2 separate regions of the Drosophila melanogaster genome follow, and region 2 is linked to region 1. Evidence: chromatin contacts called from public Hi-C data. All regions are on one chromosome and are shown on one strand. The core of a region is the stretch at or near the end of the contact, and the rest is flanking DNA. Distances in the headings are between cores, read along the strand shown.

Region 1 (4,614 bases), core at 704-3,203:
CGTCGCTCAGGGGTTAAGACTGCGGGGGCAATGGGGCAGAAGGAGACTTTGGGGCATCATCAGCACAATGCCAAAATGCCACTCGCAAGGCGGTAAATCTAAGCCGTGGTAAATAAATCAATCGCAATGCGCTAAGAAAAAATTTTCGCGCTCTTTTTTCTCTTCTTCATTTCTGCTGCGTTTGATTTTGTCAGTGCACTTGGCAAAAATATTAACTTGACATTTTCTCACTTCCGATTTTAATTATAAATTACCAAAACAAATGTATATAACGGAATTTTAGAACTTCAATATCTCCAATAATTCAATTCTAATTGATAAAGGAGGCGATCCCACTTAAAAAATTATTATATTTATTAATTGTATGGGACGTCCGTCCCTTTAACTACCTACACAATATGTTTTATTGTTACATTGGATTATTTCACGATTTTACAAGTTGCAAGCCATTAAAATAATATTGTTAGAATATTCTAATTAAAAGTTGCATCTAATATTTCGAGTGTGATTGAGGTGGTGTTGGTGGTGCTGCTGCTGCGGCTATTGATGAGCGGCCATCAATATTTGTCTAGTTCGAGTTTGGAATGTGCCCGGGCCAAGACCCGGACTAGGAGTTGGATGCGGACTTTGTTTCGCACTCGCAGATTCCATAACCCGCTGCAGTGCCTCCCAGGCCTCTCATCTCATCTCAGCTCAGCTCATCTCGTCTCGTTTCTTGACTTGATGTTGATTGCGTGTGGCAAACTTCCTGTTTGGCCACCCAAAGTATTTCTTTTTTGATTCCTTTTTTTTGCGTTTCTGGCCGCACTGCGTTCACAGAATGAGCCCAAGGCTTGGCCCGGCTAATTAAACGCCCTGAAATACACACCTTCGCCCATTTAGCCAATTTGCGACTTTGCAGCACAGTAGCTCCTGCGGTTTATTTGTCTTTGCCAGCTCACGCCCGCACGGCAATCATAATAATCGTTGAACTCTGATCTGATCTGTCTAAGGTAAGGTCTCAATGTAAATTGGCGAATAAAAATCTATATATTTCCATTTTATTTATCGATCATTTGCATTTGCGATGGTGAGAAGAACTCCTGAATCGCATGACGTGTTTCGAGCAACGAGACAAAAGCCAATTGACGAGACAATGTCACACAAAGAATGGAAAATACTCTACGGAAAATGTTTTTTAGTTAAAAATTAATATATATATAAATATACATATATGAATGAAAAACAAACTGTGAACTAGACCACCGATCTATGAAGTTTGCAAGGTATTGCTGGCTGAATTCGTAACCTAAATGTATAGTATTAAAAATCATTTGTATAACTGACTTTGCCCTATTTTTAGGTTCCTAGCTTTGTAATGATTAAACCTCTTTCAATTCAGTCACTCAATTGCGTAACTCTTTCTTGATGTCATACGTGAAAGCCAAGGGACTCATGGCACATATCCAGATTCAGCTTATGGGGCAATCTAACAAGTTTCTGGTCGCCGACGCATGTGGGATGTTAAAGGTGAGGTTACAGGCAGCAAATCAGGAATCAGACAAAAGGCCCAAGCCCCCAAACGCAGACGCAGTTACAGATACAGATACAAAAGTGCAGACCAGGCCCAGAGCTGCAGATTCAGCTCTTTACGTGCTGCTCGCGTTGTTACCGTTTTATTTCTGCTGGGCCCCGAAGCTCGGCTCAACTCACGGTGCCACACACATCTCAGACTTTCAGACTTCTAAAAAACCTGGGATTTTGGGCTCGGCGATGACAAAGTGTGCGAGTAAGCGACTGGTACGCAGACAGACTGGCTGGACAGACGTTTAATTGAAATAAAGAAGTTTAATTTAGCTAAGCGAGGTGTTGTTGCTGCCTGGAGTGCTTTTTCACTCGAGTGGCGTTTTGGCCACGAGTGTGCGTGGGAACAGTGCACATATGTAGAAACGGCAATAGGCCCACAAATGCAGGAAATATTATTGGCTTAGGTTGTCCAACGAGCATGCATAGGTGGCGCCACTCACTCACGCACACGATCCACAAAATCTGGGTTTCTTTCTTAGCACTGAAATCTTTTGGCTTTGTCAAGTGGGAAAACTCTTTATAGTGTAGAATAGTAATTTTAAATGCAAGCAAAGAATAATTTACATTACATTTTAAGTCGCATATATATAACAGGCAATTTTAAATTATCTTAGAACTTTAAAATATTGAAATGCGTTTGCACAGTTATTAAACACCAAAGATACAATTTTTTTTAGCGTGTCAGGTGGAGCGAGGCAAATTGGTGTCGCCCCAAAGTCTTCGCTTGGAAATCGCATTATTACGCCACAATTACACAAGTTTACTCGTATTTTTTTTTGCGTGGCGCCCCTCTCCGATTTTCCTCCCCTCTGCACACGGGTAATTGCAATTGAAGCGCAATCAATTACTTACCATCCGATCGGTTTCGTTTCCCCCCAGCCATAGTCCGTCCGCTGTACAGCTGTCCGACTGGAGTAAAAGGTGCCCGCTGACCAGCCACATGCTGTGAGCTGTAAGATCTGGAGATCCCAGCCAGCGCTGACCAAGATTTACTCGCTCAGACTCGCTTAAATGGAGCTAAGCGCGCAGGTTGATTGCGTGCAATTTATTAAGACGCGCTAACAAGACGTGTGAATGACCAAAGCCGAGCAGGAGCGGTGTACTGGACCCGCACCGAATCCGTGTACCAGGAGCACCACCTGCCCCACCGAGGTGTAATTGCACCTCAACTCGCCCGGTGGTGCCTGCCTGTCATCCATTCAGCCAGCTATGGCCCCAATCGCCGGCATTGTGCAAGCCTCGATTTCTGACTTCTGATGCGAGCACATGGCGCTATTTAAATTGATTTCCTGCTCATTTCTTTTTAATCGGCAAGTAAGTCTTGAATTTCGTTTGCGGAAGGCTGTCAGGTCAAAGAAAGGATTTTCATCTCTCTGAGAATAGGATTAAACGGGTAGATTTATGGACAGTTTACTAGTAATTTGATAGCTAGCCTAAGATTGGGCTCCTGAAATCGTTCAGCTGTCTAGTGTGACTTTCTGTAAAGATTTCGCTTTTAAATAAAGTAAATGTAGTAAAGGTTTACACAGTACAGTAAGTAAACATCTAATCAGCCGATTTATCAAAATCTTCATAATTAATAGTGTTTCCCGAATCGCGGTTAAGGAGCAGCCGCTATGATGACCCTACAAGGACTACCAGGCTTTCCACTCCACTCCACTCCATTCACCTGGCCAAGTTAAGCAACCTGACCTCCTGTCTCACTTTCTAGCGCACACATTCTCCAGTCGCCAGAGGACTGGTCTCCTCCTATCGGCCAGTCCATCTCCTCCGTTCGGGTACTCCGGCTTGACGACTCACAATCAGTGTCGTCCGCTGTTACCACATTTACCACATCTGCCACGACAACCGTCCAATTCCACCCACCCACGACCCCTTTCTGGTTGTCTTGTATCTCAACTAAAGAAGCCCATTACTGTCTCATTCCCGACTCATTCAGCTCGTTTAGCATTGCCCAGAGTCAAGGCTAATCTTCGTGGGGTTGACTGACTGCCAAAGGGGGAAACGCCGATGAACCGACATCTGAAACCCAGACTGCACTCGAAAGAATCAACAGTACCTTAATATAAATGGGGAATACTGAGCGATAAATAGAGATCTGAGGTATGAATTTCGATTTATTGAAAATATATTCGATTGGTTATGAAGTTATTCCCATAAAGATGGCCCCTAAAGTTAGGCAAGAAAAAGTAGTATCCTCATGAAAAGTCCTCAGAAAATACAATCTTCTTAAATATAATAAGTTTGAGAAACTTAAGTTTGAAACTCTGGTTTTTATCAGTGCACAAACACAACTCTCAGGACGACGACATTGGCGACAGGCCATTGTTTTGACTTATTGCCTGGGTTTTCTTTCTGCAGCCACAAGATTGATCTCTGTGCAAATGTTTCCATCTCTCCCCTGCTCGTTCTTTATAGCCGCGACTTATTTTTATTTTTTATTCGATTTCTGCACCGACTTCGACTTGGTCTTGTGCACTTGTGCCTCCGGTTATAGTGGTTGATATGAAGTCCGCCCGATCGGCGGGACGGGCGGAGGAGCTGGCCTAGCCCATGAGTTGTTAAATGTTTAACACGTGATATGACAAATAAATTACATATGATCACCAGACGCGGGCTCCGTAGCAACTTAAATAAAATGGCAAAAAGGGAAACTGATCGCGGCTATGACTTAATAAAACCTTTTAAGCGATCAATCAGCTCGTAATGCAGTTTGGCTGTTGTTCTACATTCATCATCATCATGGGGATCATCAAGTTGGTACAACTTGCAGGATCGATCGAGTTGGCTCCTCTTCTACTTTGATTGCGCAGTGCATCGTTTATCATTGGTCGTTTTTGCCCAGAGATTGCACTTGAATAATGATCTCATTCTGGAGTGATGGTAATTGATTACGTTGCACTAAGTGTCTGTGAGCTAAAGTATGTAAGAAAGAAATATTTGAGAATTTTTTAAAATATATTTCTTTATTGGCACCCATTCAAATGAAACATCTAATCCTGATCTCGATTTCACATGTGCCTCTTTTACTACCGTGTACGCATAAAC
Region 2 (5,334 bases), core at 568-3,067, 290 kb after region 1:
ATTAAAATGTATTGCTATCAAGGTAGGGAAAAGTGCAACCTATGGCTGCTCGAGATCATATTTTCTTCCTGTGCATTGGCAAGACATTGAAGACAAGGCATAGCAAATGGCAATGGTGGCTGAAAGAATTCTCCCAATGCTAAATATTCAAATCAGGATGGAGACCGAGACGTTGTCGTATTTAGTATTTTGTAGCTGCTAAACATTCTTCACAATGTCTGCTCACATCTGCCGTTGTTGGGAAATGGGAAGGAAAAAATTTTCCCAACCACTTGGCAATGCGGCACATAATTCCTCACGAGTTTGAGTGCGTGGTGCGAAATAATGTTACGCCTCGTGTTATTTAAAGGGAAAATTGTTTTTCCGCACAATAATTTGTTTTCCATTTAAATTTACATCAGAAAAATGCCTCAAATTTGCTGTCTTGAGAAGATAAAGGTGGGGATTTAAGAGGGTCGGGTTTTCTGTAATTCGATTTAAGTGCCGAAAATCAATGCTGAAAAGAAGCCGCTGAGCGTTAGCCACTTTTGGCCAAAGGGCGGATGAATGGCCCACCCACAGAGCCGTTTTTTTTTTGTCGGCGCAAAGTGGCATGCTTTCAGAATTTTGCAACAAATGGCAAAGAGAAATCGAAGTAGAATTTGGGAGAAGAATAAAAAAATCAAATTTCAAGTGCTAGTCGAGAGCTATTTGCATAATGCGACTGCTGCATGAATAAACCATGTCGAACCAGGCTCTCCCAATTCGCGGAGTTTCCACTGCGGCCCCCGCCTTCCCACTTCCCCCCGTTTTCCGGCTTGCCCCTTTTCATTTCCACTGTCTGTGGAAGTAAAACGTTTAAATCAAATCAGGCAAGGAATGTTTTTTATCCCAGCGCAAGCTGCAGACAGCAGAGGTTATGATGATGCCCACATATATATCCTTAAGCTCAGAAGAAGAGAAAAGGACCTTGGGATTTGTATGATGGAATTCATTTAAAAGTTAAAAAAAAATATATGAAAATATTTTACTGAATTTCTTTACCAAAGCACGACTAAGTAATGTGCTTTAAAGGACCTTATATATGTTGAGTTATGTCTAATAAACAATAACTGTTAAATTAGGGTCATTTTCTCTGTGTATGCGATAAGGTTCCTAACGCTTGATTGAGCATTTTTCACCCAGAACAGCTGCAAAGTCCTTTCCGTATCCCCGAAACCTTGTTCCCCCCCGCCCTCCTCGAGGACAATTTATGTGGCTTTAAGGACAAAAGCGTCTGCCGATGGGCCTTTGCCCTCATAAGTATGCCATGAAAAATGTATGGCGGCGTGCATAAAAAAGCGTGCATAAAGGAAAACCCTTTGGAAAACTACACACACAACTGACAATGAATATCAAATGTCAATGACAGCCGCAGCGTGGAAACTATTCCGCAGGACGACCAGCACCCAAGCCAAATATGAAATAAATCACTGGACGGGTTATTGACACGTAAGCAAATATTTGCAGCCACCAAGGAAATGTCAACTTGTTCCTATCGACCGAGTTTCCACACCCACCTCTTCTCGGCCTTACCACCTTTCCAGCTGGCAAACACGTCGGCATGCAAAGCAGTGGGAAAACTCCGAAGAACTTTCCCCCGGAAAACTGGCAGCCGCCTGCTCGTCAAAACTGCGCTAGCATGTCGACAGCAAAGTCCACTTAATCCAAATTCTGTAAAAATTGTCAGCGCTGGGAAATGGGGAGCTGCTTTTCCTTCAACGACGTTGACTTTCCCGGCGATAAGGATGGCAATATCAACCAGCTGACGTGTGTGTGTGTGTAGCTAGCTGTAAGTGTGTGAGGACATTTCAGTGGGTGAGTATGTGTGTGTGTGTGTGTGTGCTGTTTGCTTGGCATGCCATGTCATCAATTTCGCCTTGAATTTGTTTACCCGCTTGGCCTGGTGACTGTCATTCCTGCCGAGTGCTGGAAAATCGAGGAAAACCAGGAAAATGAGCAGAGATGAGGTGGATATTTGCCGTAATTTGAGGAAGAACCGTTTACGGCACAGAGAGTGAAATATGCTTTTCTTTCTCTAATTAGGATGTTATCAGATGGGAAAGGAAAAGGTATTTTCAAAGGAAATTCAACTGGAACAGAAGTATTTTTTGTTTTAATTGATATTTAACCCTAACTATAACCCCTTTTATATGATAGATGAAAACAAGCAGCGTAAGCTACATAGCTTGGTCAAAAGGATTTCTGAAAAATATCTATTTCTGTATACTGTAAAAGTCAATAAAACTCATTAACTTACCCCTTGTGAATAAACTGCATCCCCAGCGTTTTTAGTTTCAAAGAAATCTTCCTCTATTTACTTCTATTCATTGACGACGTTTCTTTTAAATTTTCTTAGCTATAACGAAAGAAAATTCTAACCAACTCCCTTGAATAGACACCGTATTTTCCGATACACAACTTATGGCCAAAGGGAGTGCAAACATTACTCAGGCTAACGAGTGAGTGACGTTACAGTTCAACAACATAATCAGGGTCGCGATGCTTTTCGTCTATTTTGGTAATGTCTGCATCCTCCGGTGAGTACACGCATTTTACGCCCTGGTGAAATGTTCACTGCATGCCCTTAGAGACCAGACCCACACACAGGTTGCCACTTCGTCATCCAGGATCCTTCAACTCATCGCAACTTTCTGCGTCCCCCGCATTTCGCAGTTAAGTGATTGGTGAAATGTATTTGCATAATTTTTACAGATTTCTCAATGGCTGTCATGCATAATGCTCGGCAAAGGACCTGCCGAGCAGCAGTTGCAATGATAGCACAGGTCCTGGAGCCAGAGAACCTTGGTTAGCCACCTAAGCCACCATCTCCCTACACCCCTTTCACGAGTTGGCAAACATGCCAGTTAAGCTTCTTCTTTGCCGATGGTGATGGAAGTTTTTGCATATGCGAATATTTTATGCAGATTTATGTCAACTTTTTCGGGCTACGTGTCCTGCATCCTGGCCACGTGCATTTATTGAATTAGTCTGTGTGTCGGTGAGCCGCCTGCCAGCCACCGTTGTAAACTGCCCTAAAATGTTGTAAATTTTTCGGGCATCAGCTTGTTCCGACACCGGGATATTCGGGTGGTGCCACTGCGGGAGGTGGAGGTAGAAATAAGTAGAGAACACGGGCCCAACTGTCAGGCAAACAACGAAAAGTTGTTTGTGCCCTACTCAGAAAGGCGCCCCCTCGCCATCCACCCACCTAGCATTTACCATTTGCCCACCCAAGCAACTCCCACCCACACACGCATGCAGGATAACAAACATTCTCATTTGTTGTTGCCGATGTCGCCTGTCGCTGAAGCCTGTTTCCTGTCGCGTTGCGACCCCATCCCCAACTCCCGTGCTCCTCTCCTGTGACCAACCACTGCCCATTTTCCCCGTATTTTCCTTGCATACCCTGTGGATTGTGCAGTACCGAAGGTATATTGGTGTTTTATGTAAAGGTTGGAGCTTATGTCATATATAAACTAAGATGTCTTCGTTCGTCATAGAAAAGGCTATACTTTTCTCCAATCCAAAAATATATTAAATTATTCGTTGATCGCTTTATAGAAATATACAGGCCTCTTTATAGTGCTTAAAAACTGATCTATTGATAAACGTGATAAAATGTTTTTGCATTGTATTTTCAATGCTCCTAATTTACGATTAACAATTCGGTAAACTATAAAATTTCAACCAAATTCAGTATACGTATATTGCTGCATGAAAAAGAGGGTATCCTTCAGAGAAGGAGCTCGCATTATATCCTATGTTTTCCTTTTTTTTCGAATAGAAAGAGAAAACTTATCTCCAACTTTATGATGATTTGCACAAAGAGACAACCGAGGAGAAGGGCAGGAAAAAAGACTTCAAGTTGGAGCTTGAGATTGAGAAAGAGAATGAGAATGAGAACGAGAATGAGATTCGGGACGGGAGCAAGTCTTCCTTCTTCAAGTTGTCGCTGCGACTTCTTGTTTGTGTTGTGCGCAGCTTTTCCATTTTCATTTCCTTTATGCCGTGTGTGTGTGAGTTTCCCCCGTCAAGTCGGCCGAAGACTGAAGTGGGACAACACTTAATTTTGTGTAAGTACTCACTCAGCTCATTAACTGAGCCAGAAAAGGAAACTGGGCCTCGTCTCGCACCGGAAAATGCAAATACCGAAATTCAAAAGCCCTGGCCCAAAGAAACGCAGGGGAAATTAAATTTAAGCACCGAAATGGGCGACTAAAAAGAGGCATCCGGAAAAGCATGAGCAGAATGGCTAAAGCAATTTACCAATGGCAGTGCGGCATCTTCTTTGGGCCAAGTGGTAAAATGGGTAATGCGAATTAGAGGACGTATGCGAAAGGAGGAAGAAGGCAGGAGGGAAGGGCGGCTCAAATCCGTTTAGTTAGCACCAAGTAGAGCCATCAATCAGGAAAACACACTCACTCACGCACGCTCGCACGCATGCAATCATTGTGATTTAAAGAGGGGGTGTGGGGATTTTCCGGCGCTTTCCTGGGGCTTTCCAGATGCGATCGTTGACCATAACTCAGCTTGACGCTCTCTGGCATTTTGTGGTCAACAGCAAAGCCAAAACTGCAGTCTCTGCCGCTTGAGTTATGGCCATAAAATGGCATTCAAAATTGCGGAAATGCCAAACCATGAATTTCTTTGAAGCAACTGAATGGAAATTTTTTTGGCAGAAAATTGCAGTTTCTCAACAATAAAATGGTCATGCCATTGATATTGAAACCATCACTAAATTTCACTCTCTTTAGATTAATGGTGTGTGCAACTTAAATGGAAGTGAAGAGTCGAATTGAAAGTTTAAAATACGTTTTAAGATCAAGATGCCATTATATAAGTAAAGTCACATTCACAATTGCTTAAATGACAAGCAATAAATTTATTGGTATCAGCTAAAACATCTCAGCAAAATGTACTGTTTGTGAACATATAAAATATTTCTTATTAAATGGCATATAAATCTAAATTCTTGCTTATAAATCGCTAACAAAAGAATACAATTTAGTTTAAAAGAGCAGAAGACAATTATGAAAATTTAGTTTGACAAAATAAAATGTATAAAATTCAATTTGAAAACTAACAAAAATGTATTGTATGAACTACTAGCTCAAATTCATAAGGTAAAAAATACTTTTCAAGATATTAATATAATGTCACTGTCTAACTTCACATCCGTAAGACAGAAGTGTGTCAAATAAGATGTCAAGTAAATTCAATTTGCCCCGGAGTAGCAAACAATTTCCGGAACTCGTTCTGCCAAATAAACGAGACGTGTGAGCTAAATAAATCCCAAAGAGTTTTTCTTCGACA

The links. Hi-C and Micro-C count contacts between places; a contact is called where the count stands out from the background.
Region 2: a Hi-C map of the Kc167 cell line shows a contact between it and region 1, with 2.2 times the contacts expected there. A contact is called at or near these places in 15 of 107 Hi-C or Micro-C datasets (the Kc167 cell line, the PNm cell line, the S2 cell line and 5 more).

What each region holds. Positions count from the first base shown.
Region 1 is chr3L:20,578,833-20,583,446 of dm6, forward strand. No RefSeq gene overlaps it. Among named protein-coding and RNA genes, the nearest start is that of lncRNA:CR46326, 23 kb to the left of the region's middle.
Region 2 is chr3L:20,865,659-20,870,992 of dm6, forward strand. All of the region lies in intron 2 of CG32432, which reads right to left. Among named protein-coding and RNA genes, the nearest start is that of CG32432, 17 kb to the right of the region's middle.